Regions from separate parts of the Mus musculus genome. Here region 2 is linked to region 1. The links are chromatin contacts, called in public promoter capture Hi-C maps. All regions are on one chromosome and are shown on one strand. The core of a region is the stretch at or near the end of the contact, and the rest is flanking DNA. Distances in the headings are between cores, read along the strand shown. Region 1 holds the start of Mrap (melanocortin 2 receptor accessory protein). Region 2 holds the start of Dnajc28 (DnaJ heat shock protein family (Hsp40) member C28).

Region 1 (7,917 bases), core at 5,292-7,791:
AAATCCGCCTGCCTCTGCCTCCGGAGTGCTGGGATCAAAGGTGTGCACCACCACGTCCAGTGTGTCTGTCTCTTGCCATACAAGAGACAGACCAATCTTTGCCACTTACTTAGCTTCCCAGCTGGATTCTTCTAAAAGGTACCAGGAAGTTATTTTGTAGGACACCCTTGGTTTATCTTTTCCTAATGTCTTAATCAGAATTTGTAAATGTAAATGTCACTTTTATTTCCTCAGATGAAGAGATGAGATGAGAGCCATATCCACGCTCTGCAAATGGTGGCTTGGGCTGAGCCCAGGGCATTTTTTTTTTTTTTTCGAGACAGGGTTTCTCTGTATAGCCCTGGCTGTCCTGGAACTCACTTTATAGACCAGGCTGGCCTCGAACTCTCGAACTCAGAAATCCACTTGCCTCTGCCCCTCCCGAGTGCTGGGATTAAAGGCGTTGCTACCACGCCCAGCTTGCCCAGGGCCTGCCTGCCTGCCTTTCTTTCTTTCTTTCTTTTTTCTTTCTTTCTTTCTTTCTTTCTTTCTTTCTTTCTTTCTTTCTTTCTTTCTTTCTTTCTTTCTTTCTCTTTCTTTCTTTCTTTCTTTCTTTCTTTCTTCCTTTCTCTCCTTCTTCCTTCCTTCCTTTCTTTCTTTAAGATTTATTTATTTATTCATTTATTTTATAAATGTGAGTACCCTGCTGCTGTCTTCAGACACACCAGAAGAGGGCATCAGATCCCATTACAGATGGTTGTGAGCCACCATGTGGTTGCTGGGAATTGAACTCAGGACCTCTAAAAGAGCAAGCAGCCAGTGCTCTTAACCACTGAGCCATCTCTCCAGCCCCGGAGATTTCTATCTAACTATCCCTAAGCTTAGGCCTGGAAGCTGCTAGCCTCCGTACAATCAAGTCATCTGCAAACATGGACCTTGAAGGCTTCAGCTTCCAGACTCCATCTGCTAACCTGGACCTAGAATGTTTCATCCTCTGAGACTCACTGCCAAATAATCTCACTCTTTCTAGTACTTTCTGAACTCTGGCTGGCTGACTCAAATTTCTCTCCTGCCCGATTCAAATTGGCTTCTCTCAGCTTCTGACTAAATTGCTCTGCTTGGGAAAACTGCCTCTGAACTCCATGAACCGAGCTGTTTTGAACACAACCTCTCAGCTCGGAGTTGAACTGAGCTCATCTGCACGGAACTGAATTGCACTGAACTGAACTGCTCCAAACTGAACTGAATTCAGTTCTCTCTCTCTCTCTCTCTCTCTCTCTCTCTCTCTCTCTCTCTCTCTCTCTCTCTCTCTCTCACTGATGAGCCCAGGGCATTTTTTTTTTTCGAGACAGGGTTTCTCTGTATAGCCCCGGCTGTCCTGGATCTCACTTTGTAGACCAGGCTGGCCTCGAACTCAGAAATCCGCCTGCCTCTGCCTCCCGAGTGCTGGGATTAAAGGCGTGTGCCACCATGCCCGGCTCCCTCACTGCTTTTTAAGTAGCCTCTCTTTCCTGTCGGTTCTGTGAGAGTTGGGTGTGTTCTATTTCTAACTCATCCTATCAAATCTTTCTCTGATTCAACATTTCGTCTGTCCCTCAGTTAGAAGTCATTGTTTAGGATTAAAGGCGTGCACTAAAGGCCTGTCTATATTCCAGCCAGTGGGATCAAAGGTGTATACTAAGGACATGTCTGTATTCCAGCTGGATCATATCTTTGGATATGACCCCTTACCAGAGCATCCATGTTGCTGGATTAAAATCCTGTACAAGAATTACTGGGGCCATGAATTTGACAAGAGCACCACAGAGGTGATGTATCCCTCAGTGCACATATTATGTGACAGATGATGCCATCATTGCTTGTCTGTGATGTGAGGTGTGATACTTGGAGTTTTCTTGTGATTGTTTTACTCTGTGTAAACAGTATTCAAGTTAGTAATTAACAATTTGGAGATTCTTGTTAAACTAGACAAATGTTGTTTCTGTTCAAACTTTCACCTACTAGTTTGACATCCATCCATTTTTACATGCCCACCAAAGTCTTGCCATCTAATAGTTGCGATGAATCATAGGAGTGGTGGATTTTCTATTTCTCCCCATCCTATAGTTGTGTGAGGAAGAGCTACATTTGGCTAACACATTTATTTAGCCAACAATCACTAGTGGACTCACCTGTAGCCACTTTTTCTGTGGCATGCCCTTTACTGCTTGCTACCAGTATGGATTTTTATACATTTTCACATTCTAAAGTTTTATGTTACATATTTATTTTTAGTTATTTAATAATGGTTGCTTTTGAGGGCCTTGTCTGCTAATTCTAGTCTCTGGATCATTCGTTTCAGAATTGGCTTTCTTTGACTTCATTTTCTCCAGATGGCATGCCGTTCTCTTTTGAAGTCTTTTTGTAGGTAGAGTGGTCCTCTTGTTGTATGTGGTGCTTAGCTTTAAGCTCCAGCTTGCCACGAGCTCATGTCAAGCCTAGTTACTGAGGGCTCCCTGAGGTCAGGGTGTGGGCAAGCCTGTGGGGCATTGTTTTGGTTGCCTTACCTAAGGGGAGGTAGAAGACCCACCCTGAACATAGCCTAGACCATTTCATGGGCTGGGTGGGCCCTGAGCAACATAAGAGTAAAGCAGGCAGGCGGCACAGGTGGGATGCCCCCTGAGCAGAAGCAGGCAGGTGGCATGGGTGGGTTTGACTCCACTCTTAAGCATGATGTGACTTAGGGGCTCTGGGTCCTTCTGCCTTGGCTTACCCCCAGTGATAAATGGAAGCAAACTAGATAAACCCTTTCTCCCCTAAGTTGATTTAGTCAGTGTGGTGATTTGACTAGAAATGCCCCATAGATCCATGTGTTTGATTGCTTGGCCATAGGCAGTGGTACTATTCAGAGATGTGGTGCTATTTTTTTGTCATAGTGGAGGCGCGGCTTTGAGATGTGCCAGTGACACACACAGTCTACTCCTGCTGACTGCAGATCAAGATGTAGAACTCTCAGCTCCTTCCCTAGCACCATGTCTACCTGCACTCTGCCCTGTTTCATGCCATGATGATAATGGACTGAACCTCTGAAACTGTGAGCCAGCCCCAACTGAATATTGTCCTTTATAAGAGTTGCCTTGGTCATGGTGTCTCTTCACAGCAATAAAATCCCAACTAAGACAGTCAGGGTGCTCATCACAGCAACAGAAATTAAAGAGGGACATTGCAATGTAGGTGGTGTGTGGAGACAGAGGCTACCATTGTCCTTCAACTGTTGATCTTTGCCTCTTGTGAACTTTCCTTCTGATTCTCTTTCCCAGTGAAGGATCTGACCAATTTTACTTTTTAAACTGTGGAATGAAGGACTGAACATGTCAAAGTGGAGGGACAGAAAGAACTGAAACCATAAAGGGCAGAAACATGGCATTTCACCAGTTACCCCGTGCTGTACAAGACAGCACCCCAAAGTTCGTGACTTACAACAGCAGCCGTCTGGCCTGGGGAGGCGCCCCCCACTGTTAACGGATTTGCCTTGAGAACATGAGGACCCCAGAACCCATGTCAGAAAGTAACCAGAGGTGACAGACGGTTCATGCTGTTATCTCTGCCCTGGAGGTGGATACAGGCACCCTTGGGGCTCACAGGCCAGTCAGCCTAGCTCACTGGTTGAGCTCCATCCAGGTCAGTGAGAGAGAACCTCAGAAAACAAGGTGCATGGCCCTCAAGGAATGACACAAAAGTGATACTCAAGATTGTCCTCTGGCCTACACGGAGAGAGGGAGAGAAAGGGGGCATGGAGAGTGAGCGAGCGAGAGAGAGAGAGAGAGAGAGAGGGAGAGAGAGAGAGAAAGAGAGAGGAGGCACATCAACACACACACACAGAGAGAGAGAGAGAGAGAGGAGGCACATCAACACACACACCAACTTTCACTTAGCACAAATTCTCACAACTCTATGGACTGCCCATGTGAAGCAGGCTGGGAGGGGGGGAGTTGACCTCCGGGTTTAGACTGCTTCCTTCCTCACCGATCTACAGCCATCTGCATACCATGGAGGTGGCAGTGCTGTGGGGGTTCACCTCACTCTCACTGTCCAGTTTGCCCCTGGCTCCCAGGAGGCCAGCCCCTGCTGTCAGTGCTGCTGGAGAATGTGAGTCAAACTCCTGAGACCTTGGCCTGGAACTTACACAACGTCTTTGTGGGATTTGTTTGTTGTTTTCTCAATGCTGAGAACTGAACCAACCCAAGGCCTTGTAGAAGCTCTGCGAGTACTCTGCCACTGAGTCACATCCTGGGTCAATAGGACCTCTACTCAAAGCCAAAGCAAGTCACAAGGACAGCTCCTATCCAAGGGCCCCCTGTTGAAAAAAATCTAAATGCTTACCACTGTGGGAAAACGAATTACACGGTGTCCCTACAACACTAGGTAGGAACAGAACGGAGTGATCCCTTTGTATGTGCTGGCAGGGGGAGCTGGAAATCAAAGGTGTGCTGGGCTGTGTTATGTGATCAAATACATAGGTCTCAGATGGAGTTCCTGAGTCACCAACTTCATTCATCCATACCTGGGCTTATGCTAATGAGGTGATAGGTAGAGACTTGGGAGCTGTCAGAGGACCCAGTCATAGCTATTAGAGAACTGGAACTCAGCCTGGCAGTGGTGGATTTCTTGAAGTTCGAGGTCAGCCCGGTCTACAGAGTGAGTTCCAGGGCTATACAGAGAAACCCTGTCTTGAAAAACCAAAAAGGGGGAGGGGGCAAGAGAGAGAGAGAGTTGAGAGAGAGAATGAGAACTGGAACTCTTAGCCTATACCATACTTTAGTCTCTGGGGAGAGCCTTAAGGATAGATCTCACCTGGAGATTGAGACCAGTCATAGGACCTCTGTGCGCACTAGAACCCTGAGATCCTCTACAAGGAGTTTGGGGTAGCCCCCCATTGCAGGAGGGGAGGGGCTGTTGGGGGAGGAGGGGATGGACCTGGAGAAGGCCAGGAAGCTCCCTACCTCCACCTAACACCTCAAAATGAAGGGAAGCGTCCTTAGTGTAAACACCTTTGCTTCCTTGGCTTTTAGTCACAGCTGTAGCTTCTAGCCACAGCTTTGGTGGTCGCAGGGCTAAGCCACACTCTCCATGGCTTTGTTCCAGGTAACCCCTTTGACGTGTGCTAACAGTTGCCTGCGTTGTTCAGAATCTGGAGGCTGCTCTGGTCTGCCTTCAGTGAACGCTGACACACTGACCTCCCACTCCCCCCACCCCCTGCTTGTTCCTGTGCATGAGGTCAGAGAGCTGCAGATTACCAGTAAAGCATACTAACGCCACTGTGTTCTGTGAAGAGCCACAAAACTTGATGACACATACTCAGGCCACCCATAACTCTTATCCCTTCCCTCCAATCGTCTTTTATGAAAGTCTCAGAGCAGCCTGTCTCTCTGCGGTTTTAAGTGTCCCTGCCCCCTCTCCTCAGGGTCACAGAGTTGAGGCCTCTGTGCCTTTACCCTTTGCCTCACACAGACTCTGCTGTACAAAGCACTTCCAAAGGTTGGCATGCTCTGTGTTGTGCAAATCGGGCCTGGCTTGGTAGCAACAGCTTCCGTCTGACTATATGCGAGTTGTGTCCATTTAGGCTACACTAGGAATCCAGTAAGGGATTGCTCTCCCGAGTCCTGAAACTATTTCAGCACATGACTGAACCTGAGGGGAGGGGCTTGTGGGACCCTCCGCGTCCAGCCAGTACGTCAGAACTGAGGTGACAACGTAGGGTTTAGGATTAACAGCTGCCATGGGGAGAGACGTGTGATTCTGTGCGACTGCGCCCAGAACCCTAGGGCATCTGTCAACTTTGAGCAGTTTATGTCAGAAGTGAGCTCAGTTATAAGACAGTGTCTGGCCGGGCGTGGTGGCGCACGCCTTTAATCCCAGCACTCGGGAGGCAGAGGCAGGCGGATTTCTGAGTTCGAGGCCAGCCTGGTCTACAGAGTGAGTCCCAGGACTCACCAGGCAATACAGAGAAACCCTGTCTCGAAAAAACCAAAAATAAAAAATAAAAAAAAAAAAATAAGACAGTGTCTGCAGACAACAGGAACTTGCCTGGTCAACTGTTAAAAGGACCCGGGATCAGTGACGAGATAGTGCCTAACTCCAAAGGCACTATCTATCCCACGGTGCCTCGCGGATTAGCTGCTCCTACCAATAGTCTTCATAGTCTGGGTGCAGCACATAGGTCTTGTGTGAAAGACTGAACGTCAGGAGCAATAACCTAGGAGCAGGCCCCTCAGAAGCCTGGATTCCTCCTTACCCTCGGTGTCAGCTAAGAGCTGGGTCGACCCTTGTGCTCAGTCCTGTGGGCTGCTGACCAGATATACCGCGGGTTCCTGGAAGCTTGGGTAAAAGCTGGGGACACATTCAGCTAAGAGGTGCGATTGGGGGTTCTAGTTAACATGCACATCGCAGAGTACATACGGGGCCTGCCTTCGGAATCCAAGCCAGAGGTCTACTGGTTGCTTAATAGCACGGAGAACTGCCTCAGAGTAAGTCAAGGACGCTGGCAGGCTTCCCTTGCGATTGCATTAACTATTCATTTATCAGAGGCAAGAGAGGACGGTCATGTCCAGCACTGCTAGGCACTTTCTGCCGTCATCTGAGTTCTTGCCCAGTTCCTCATCCTTCCACGGAGAGGCAAGCTAGAGCCGAATGGGAAGCCGCGTCTCTAGTAGCCTTTGGAGGTTTGTCCAGGAGAGACAGGAACCAGAAGCCCTACAGGGGAACGGCCCCCTGACCTTCCAGCCATGCAGCTCTGATAAGTAGGCAGGCCCCATGCCGGGAGAGCCACAGACAAGCCGGGTGATTCTGATAGAAATTAGTTAAGCAATCTTGTCTCTGGGGCTCACGGCCCAGCTGTGGGTGCGAGCCTCTGACAGACACTGTCGTCAAAGCCACAGTCATGGCCAACGGGACCGACGCCTCTGTCCCGCTCACCAGCTATGAGTATTACCTGGACTACATAGACCTCATTCCTGTGGACGAGAAGAAGCTGAAAGCCAACAAGCGTAAGTCGGAACACAGGAAGGTGACCAGGCAGAGGCTGGGGCTGGGGCTGAGCCGGGGGTGAGGCCCTCTTGGCTTTGCCCGTCCCTTACTAACTCTGGCAGACATGCTCAGCAGGGTTAACATGGCTGGTGCTCACACAGACATAAGCGAATCAGGCATGGGACTCAAACTGTATCTGTAACTTTCAGTAGTAAACTTTCTCTGAGTTAACTTGCCATAAAATCAAGCAAAATGTTTCTTTTAAAAATTCACATCTATTTATTTAGGGGGTGGGGGTACAGCTGTGAAGGTCAGAAGACAGCGTGGGGACTTGTTCTATTTCCTCCAGCACATGAGCCCCTGGTATGGAAACTGCCCGGCTTGGGAGCCTTTCATCCGCGGAGCTCTCTCGCTAACTCAGAGTGACCTTTTAAGATGAATGCATTTGTTCACCTCTCTGTCTCTGTCTCTGTCTCTGTCTCTGTCTCTGTCTCTGTCTCTGTCTCTGTCTCTGTCTCTGTCTCGTCTCTGTCTCTGTCTCTGTCTCTCTGTCTCTCTGTCTCTCTGTCTCTCTCTCATACACCTTATTTTTATATTTATTTTATTTCTGTTTCTATTTATTTTATATTTATTAGTGTATATTAATTGAATAAAATAATGGGTTTCATTATAACATTTCCTAATGCAGATAATGTAGATAGTGTGGTTTTCTTTGTCTTTGTTTCTTTGAGAAGGGGGATCTTATTACATAGCTTTGGCTCTGCTGGTACTCACTACATAGCACAGGCTTTGCTCAAACTCACAGCAATCCTCTTGCCTCGGTAACCCAGGTGCTGGGGCCATAGGTGTGCATGACCATGGCTTTGATCCTATTCAGCCCCTATCACCCTCCCTGGTCCCTGTGTCCTTTCCCCCTGGTCCCCACTTTCCCAA
Region 2 (7,917 bases), core at 2,255-4,754, 880 kb after region 1:
GTTGTCTGGAGATCTTTAATTTGTTACATGTGTGTGCACATGCGTATGTGTGCACATGTGTGTGTGCACACTGGATCCCTGGAGCTGGAGTTACAGGCAGTTGTGAGCCACCTGACTAGGATGCTGGTCCTCTGCAGGAGCAGCAAAGAGCAAAGACTCTCACCCTCTGGGCAGTTTCTCCAGCCCCTTTCTTTTTCATTTCCTTTCATATCTCCTTCCTTCCTTCCTTCCTTTGTTCTTTTGAGGTTTTGAATTTTCATTTGGAGACCACAGTTGGTTAAATCTCATTACAACTTCTTCAGTTCTATACCTTTTGGTTTCATTGCTGCTTAAGTCCTTATGGTTAGAAAAGTCAAACAGCGACTACCTACCTATAAGTTGCTAGTGTCTCAGAGAGCTCTGAGGTTTCTGGAAGGCCCTATGTGGGCCTCGGGTCTGTGCTTCAGTCCTAGAGGCCGATACCTGAAGTCTGGCGCCGGAGCCTGCTCCTTCAGGGGCAGGGTCTGCCTCTTACTACATCATTACAGCAGAACTCACCCAAGTTTCTCATCTACCACCGGGGTGTGATTAGTTCTGTGAAAACTACAAAGGCACACACTTCTCAGGCCCCTGGGGCACGACAGTCAATCTTAGGTTCTGCGTCTGACGTCAGAGCAACTCAAAACTGACCAGAGTGGAAAATGATCGTGAATAACAAAACAGTCATATTTTAATAGATTTCCACAGATTTAGCCAGTTTAGAAAGCCTGCCTTGACTCTGGGTGTTTTTGATTCTTCTCCCTGGCTAACGTCAGTTTGGTTTTCTTCTGTGACTTCGTTTGCTTCTACGAAGGCCCCGTACATTTCTTGGACTCTGATAATTTCTTTCTGTGCGTCAAAATGGACTTTCTGCCTGGTCAGGATGGGAACAATTAAGTTGAAATCATTAATTCGCTTGTTCAGCTTTCGTATCTTTTCTTGAAACTGCTCACACACTTGGGCCCACTGTTTCTGCTCTGTGGGTGACAGAGGGTTCCCCAGCTTCTTCCTAGACATTAAAAGCGCTTCTCGGAGTTGCTCGATGGTGTCCTTAATCTCCTTCTGCATCAGGATCCACTCTGGTTGGTATCCATTATCTATCAATATTCGGTTCAGGTTGTGAGTCATGGGATCAATATATGAGCAGCCAGAAAATTTCTTCAGCGGTTTTCCTTTCCCGCTGAGATTGTCAAAGTCTCCTTTTGCCATGGATTCCTGAATGAGGTCCTCCACCAGGCGCTCGATGGCTTGAGTTATCTTCTGTTGCTTGCTCTGCCGTACGTCCTTGACAGTTATGCTGTTGGCGAAGAACTCCCTCTGAAGCTTCTGCCTTTGGTATTCCATCACCTGCTCCGTCGCGCGATCCGCCCTGAACTGCCTGTATTGTTTCTCTCGCTGGCTGGGGGTCCCAAAGCCGACACCTTCGAAGCTTAAGTAATGTCGGTGCTGAGGTGTGTTGTATTTGAACTTTCCTTCTTCTTCATCTTCTGCTGCATCTTCAGCTTTATCCTGTCCGGCATGCATCCGTTTTATCGCATGGGACAGCACATTCCTGTAAGCCTCTTCAATCTTTATAAATGTTGCAGAGTCAGCATCACTAGAACCGCTGTCTGGGTGGTACTGCCTGGCGAGCTTGTGAAAAGACTCCCTGACGTCGTCTACAGAGCATCCTTCATCCAGATTCAGCAGCCTGTAATATTCTCTCAGCTTCTGGGATTCATGGGTTGATATCATCCTGGATCTGGGGTCTGAAAGCATTTTTATACCAGGAGGAATCAAGGAAGCGTTTGTTAGGTGCAGTCTCAAGATCCGAGTGGTCTTCATGCACACTGTGTTTATCATTGTATCTGGAATTCTTAACAGTGATCTACAAAACAGCAAAGAGCAGTTGGATACACTTGTACTATCAGTCATTTTCTTTTCATCAATAACCAGGTAAGGGTATGGGTTCCATGTCCTTAGTAAGCTTTGGTTCTTGGGGGCAAGAGAATGGGTTGAGGTGTGGTTCCCAGCACCCACATGGCAGCTAATAAATGTCTCTCACTCTGGTTCCAGGGGGTCTGACTCCTTCTGGCCCACTCAGGCATTGGACACACATGGTGCACAGCCATAGTGTAGGCAAAACACCATATGTATATAAAAAAGAAAGTCAGTTCTTTGTAACAATGTTGCTAAACAAGAATATATAAGTATCTATGACTTTTCTTGGTGCAGCTAGAAAATGACAGTGATGTTTGGCTATCACATAGTGTGACAGGAACTGAAGTCTACTGCTTGAAGACAGGGTTTCTCTCTGTGTAGCTCTGGTTGTTCTGGACTCACTTTGGAGACCAGGCTGGCTTCAAACATAGAGAGATCCACCTGCCCCTGCCTTCCATGTTCTGGGATTAAAGACATGCATACCTCCGCCCGGATCCAATGCACAGAATTTTAGATCTAGAAAGTTGTTAAAACTCATCTAACCTAATTTTCTCATTTTATAAGAAAACGGGTCCAGAAGGTTAAGCAACTCTTAAGGTTAACCAAAGAACTTACATTACCAGGTACTGCAAATGGTTAGGTTTGGGGCACAGTAAAGCTTAACTGCTTTTTGCTTGTTTGTTTTTGAGATAGGGTCTCTCTACATAGCCCTGGCTGTCCTGGGACTCATTATGTAGACCAGGCTGGACTTGAACTCACAGAGGTCAGCCTGCCTCTGTCTCCTGAGTGCTGGGACTAAAGGAGAGCATCCAAGCCCCACACTTGGCTTAGCTATACTCAGCAAATTACACATTTCCCTGAGCACAATTTGTGTTGTTGTTTTGTTTTGCATACAGTGTAGAATGGTCGTCACCATTTCCAAGTATCTAACTTGCTGCATATCAAACAGGGAACATACAGACCGGTACTCAGTGGGACACCAGATGGGACTGAGAATCAAGAATGCAAGCGACTTTAAGGTCTGCACCTCGCTATTTGCTAGGTGCCAGGGCAAGGAAGGGCGATAAAGGGTGAGAGAGCTTTTGCTGTATTTAAAAACGCATGGTCCTGTGGAAAAAGATACTGAACACTGACGAAAGGCAACGGAGTACTTACTGGAGGATTACTGATCCTTTGAATGTAAGGTGCGTTTTAGAAGTCATGGTAGCCCGATGTCACAATATAGGGGTCAGTGGATTTTAGAGTTGTCTGGGATGCCGGTGGTTATGCTCACCGTGGTGAGGGGTGCCTCAGAAGAGTGTCGGTCCGCTGCACCCCCTACTCACCTTCACAGACGTGATGGGGGTTCAGCGGCTCGAAGCTCAAGCTGCGCCTTTGCGCAGCACGCGTGGCCCGCTCCGTCCCTGTCTCGGCTACTGGACCCTCTGCCGCGCTACACTGCAGAGCCTTTCTTCATACCTTACTACGACAGGTAGTTTCCCTCACCAGGGACAGCGATCTCTTTCTTATAAAACCATCCCCCACGGAACAGAGGACAGACTCCCCTGGACGCTTGTTGTTGTGCCGGGGGCGATAGGCCCCGCCTCTACCCGCTTTCGAGGGCAGGGTTCGGCCGATTTGGATTGTGGGAAATGTAGTTCTCCGGCAGGTGCAGAGTAGAGGCATTAGGGCCTGGAGAGGAGTTATGGCTTGTGATAGATTTGTGACCCCAACGTGTATGTAATTTGAAGAGCACTGACCTCAGTAAATTGTTTTAAATGGAGGAAGATTAGGCCGTTTGCCTCTATGGGACACCTGCACCGTCAGTAGGCTTCTTTAAGCCTAGAAAGATGGTCTTTCCTTCAACCAAGTTTGGATTAAAGGTGTGCGCCACCACTGCCTGGCCCAGCCAAGTTTGTTTGGGTGGATGGCTCTTGTTTTTTGACACTGTCTCCCTTAGCCCAGGCTGGCCTCACACTCGCTATGTAGTAAAGAGGGATTTTGGGTTGCACATCCTCCATGCTTCCGTTTTCCAGGTGCTGGGATTACACAGTAAAATTGCTACTTGTTTATGGAATGTTGGGGATATAAAACCAAGGGCTTATGCATGCAAGGCAAGTTCTGTCAGGGCTCTGCGTATTGTACGATACCTCACCCCATTGAGCACCGCACATAGCCAGGGGTTGGAAAAGAAGGGAAAAATGTGTCTTTGGTTTTATTTTATTCTTTATTATTTTATTTTTATTAATTATTATTATTTGGTTTTTTTGAGACAGGGTTTCTCTGTGTAGCCCTGGCTGTCCTGGAACTCACTCTGTAGACCAGGCTGGCCTTGAACTCAGAAATCCACCTGCTTCTGCCTCCCAAGTGCTGGGATTCCCTGCCTCTTGTCTCTTGAATGGTTAAAGACATGTCACCGCACTCCATCCTAAAGATACAGTTTTAAAAAAATTAGCGGCACACTTTTAATCCCAGCATATAAAGGCAGAGTCAGGTGGATCTCTGTGAGTTTGAGGCCAGTCTAGTCTGAAACTCTGTAGACCAGGCTGGCCTTGAACCCACTTGCCTCTGCCTCCCAAGCGCTGAGATGAAAGGTGCGTGCCACATCTGGCTTTGAAAATCTTATTACACCGGTTATGTTTTGTATGTGTAGTTTCGTGTTTTGTATGCTGTGGTCTCTACTGGTGGAGTTGGTTGTCTGCTTCTGTCGTGTGGATCCTGGTGGTCAAGCTTGAATGAAGGTAGAGTCTTTACAGGTTGGGCTATCTCAATCTTGAATAACTAATGTGTATATAGTAGCCGCTCACACTCAATGTGTCTAAATAGTATTCTGTTGTGACCATCATGAGAGCCAAGCATTGTGGGAGTTTGGCTGTGCTGCCTGAAAAGTGTTAGCCCATCGCCCGGGCTTGCTGACTCAGCACAACCTTCATCTGGGTCCACTGCTCCCACCTGTTGTATGCAAATCTGCCTTAACTGCCAGTGGCTGGCGGAGGGGCTTGGGTATATAGGCCAGGGAAGGCAATTCAGGAGGCTGGCTAAGCTCTGTAAGGAAGCCTAGTGATGTCTGCCCAGAGTGAGCTTTGGCAGAATGGCCCTGGGTTTGGGACCCAGGGAGAACGGAGACATGGTTTCCTCTTCCCCTGGGAAGGGGTGTGGCAGCATGCCCTGCCGACTCCTCCGCCTTCTATTATCACCTCTGCTATTTTAAGGCGTATTTTGATTTCAGGCAACCAGACACATGGATTCTCCTCTGGAGACCTGGTATCAGCTACTGTAGGGCAAGGCTGGTACTTAAAAAACGGGTGGAAGATTAGCTTGAAATAAAGAGCTAGAGCATTAATGTCCTCTGTTGTTAATCTTGAGTACCGAGGTCAAACTGAACATTCTAATCTCCAGGTCATGGGGTCACCGAGACTTCTAGTAGCTGGTTTCTATGTAAGTGGCTTCCCTAACCCATGGGATTTCCTTCCCACCTGCCAACCGTCCCTTCGACCATGCAGGGCGGCAGTGTAACACTGCAGACAGTTTTTGAGACAGGGTTTCTCTGTGTAGTCCTAGCCCTGGCTGTCCTGGAACTCTATCTGTAGACCAGGCTGGCCTCAAACTCACAGAGATCCGCCTGCCTCCTATGTGCTGGGATTAAAGGTGTGCGCCACCACGTCCTGGATTGCTTAGCCTCTTCTTTTAAGGCTGCAGTTTAAGGATCTGCTGTTGTTTTGAATTTAAAGCTTAAGAGAGGTTTCAACATGGTCTCTAAGTGCCCTCAGGTGAGGAATCCCGTTGTGCCGGCTGCTTGGCAGCTCAGGGTGGCTGGCTGGCTTCCGGCCGGGTGTGGTCATCGCTTGCTTGTGAGTGTCTGGAAGCAGGAAAGCAAGGCAAGCAGGAAGCTTGGAGATCTCTCGTCTGGGTTCGTAGGTGCCCAGGATGTTGGCGGCCTAGAACTTTCCACTTCTGGATGTCTTAAATAAATGCTAGATAAGTTTTCTTTTCAATGAACCTATTTATTTAAAAAATGGCAGCGGGTAAGGATTAAAGTCTTTTTGCCAGCAGGTATTTCAGTTTGGCCATGGTCATGATGAAAAGGCACCCAGCAAGGCCCTGCCTCTCTCTCAGCACTGAGCCCACTCCTGCATCAGGACCGGTCACTGCTCCTTGGCCCAGTGGATCTTGCCATCTTCTCGCAGCTGCACAGCCCCGCTGGCCACCAGCTGAAGAGCGGCAGGAAAGATCTTATGTTCTGCCACTTTGACCCGTTCAGACAGCGTTGCCACAGTGTCACCCCTCCGCACAGGGACAGCTTCCTGCAGGATGATTTGTCCGGCATCTACATCTTCCTGGAAAAGGAAGCAAACGTTTTCAACCTTTCCGGCCAGTGTAGACGGCAGCCAGACGCTAGCTAGGTCAAAAGCTTGGTAGGGACAGACATACTCACAGCGACAAAGTGTACGGTACACCCAGTGATTGTGACTCCAGCTTCCAGGACTTGCTCGTGGGCATTTGAACCCTTAAAGGAAGGGAGCAAGGATGGGTGGATGTTGAGCATTTTCCCTAGAAAGCAAGAGAGCAGGAGTCAGAAATCTCAGGGCCCGTTTAGACTGTTCAAGGAACAAGAGATAACTAGTTACTTAGGGAATGAACTCTGGAGGGAAGGCGCCCACGAATGTGCAGACCAATGACCACACCAGGCTGCAGTCAGAGTCTTAAGGAAGAGAACAGGGCTGGCAAGATGGCTGACGGGTACAGGGTGCCTGCCACCGTGCCTGATGACTGCGTTCAATCCCTAGGACACACATAGTGGAAGGAGGCACCTAACCCTACAAAGTGTCCTCTCACCACCACAGCATGCTGAGGTGACCCACTGCTCCATGATCACTTAGTAAATAGAGAGCAAGGAGAAAAGAGACAAAGAGACTGTAGATACTGCACAGTTTTAGTGACAACGCCGTGCTTGTCATCTTCTGTGTATTGTTCAGGAGGGCATGGGTTTCAAGTCTTTCTGTGGTACCAGGACCTGACCTGACACATGCTAGGTAGGTAAGTGCTCTACTGCAGAACTAGCCCCTGGCTACTGCTATTCTCTATTCTGCAAGAGCAACAAGTGCTCTTGACCACAAAATGTCCTGGTTTTTGCGACAGGGTCTTGGCCTTGAACTGATTCCATCAAGGCTGATCTCTGTCCAGCTCTCCCTTCATCTTGAGATCTTCCTTCTTTTTTCTCTCCCGTTCTTTCACTCTGAGTTTGAGAGACTATGTCCTAAATGAACACACTGGCCTCCTGCCTCAGCTTCAGGATGCTGGGGTTAAAGGTGTAGACTGAGTCTCACTTTTTGTTGACTTCTTGATTCTACTGACAGTAAAATGTGTCTTGCAGTAATGGAGCCAGGGATTAGTGACAGCCAGTCCAGCTGAGTGACCACTCAGTCAGTCTGGGCACTTCCTACCACGTCGACCCCGTGCTCGGGAGAACTGCTTGCTTACCGTCCCATTTTCTGACGAAGGGCCCAGAGAGGATCCTCATGAACCCTGCAAGACAGACGATGTCTACAGAGAACTCTTCCAGGACGTGGTCAACTGCATTGTCAAACTCAACACGATTTTTATATAATTTGTGATTAATTACCTGTAACAGGAAAAAGGCATATAGCCTATTTTCAGAGGATCAGCAGTAATTTAAACACAACCTTGCAGAGACTACACTTCAGCAGTAAAGATGTACCCACTTAGAGGGTGGCTGAGGAACGGGCAGGATGCAGCAGAAAAGCAAACCCAGCACCCACCCCTAACTGGGAAGTCCCAAGATTTCACAAGCATCTGCGGCCTCATGAGAGCAGAGTGTGAGTTTCAGTACAGCCTGCAGGGCCTGGAGGTGTGGGCACAGTGGTACATCCTCGGCTCCAGGCCAAGCATCTGCCCACCAGGCCTGGCCTGCAGGAAGGCCTCTTCTGCAGTCACTCACCCTGGTGGGAATACCAGCTCGCTCAGCTCGGTCTAAGCCGG

Evidence for each region. Promoter capture Hi-C pulls out the DNA fragments that hold promoters and counts their contacts.
Region 2: a promoter capture Hi-C map of liver shows a contact between it and region 1, with 2.2 times the contacts expected there. The contact joins the promoter of Dnajc28 here to the promoter of Mrap in region 1. A contact is called at or near these places in 2 of 39 promoter capture datasets (liver and pre-B cells).

What each region holds. Positions count from the first base shown.
Region 1 is chr16:90,731,666-90,739,582 of GRCm38.p6, forward strand. Mrap (melanocortin 2 receptor accessory protein) reads left to right here and starts at 6,542. Exons shown (of 3, transcript NM_029844.4): 1 at 6,542-7,004. The coding sequence starts at 6,899.
Region 2 is chr16:91,615,495-91,623,411 of GRCm38.p6, forward strand. Dnajc28 (DnaJ heat shock protein family (Hsp40) member C28) reads right to left here and starts at 3,505. Exons shown (of 2, transcript NM_138664.2): 1 at 3,264-3,505; 2 at 1-1,885. The coding sequence starts at 1,860. The coding sequence ends at 703. It overlaps Gart (phosphoribosylglycinamide formyltransferase), which reads right to left. Exons shown (of 22, transcript NM_010256.2): 19 at 7,877-7,917; 20 at 7,399-7,540; 21 at 6,353-6,468; 22 at 5,901-6,254. The coding sequence ends at 6,063.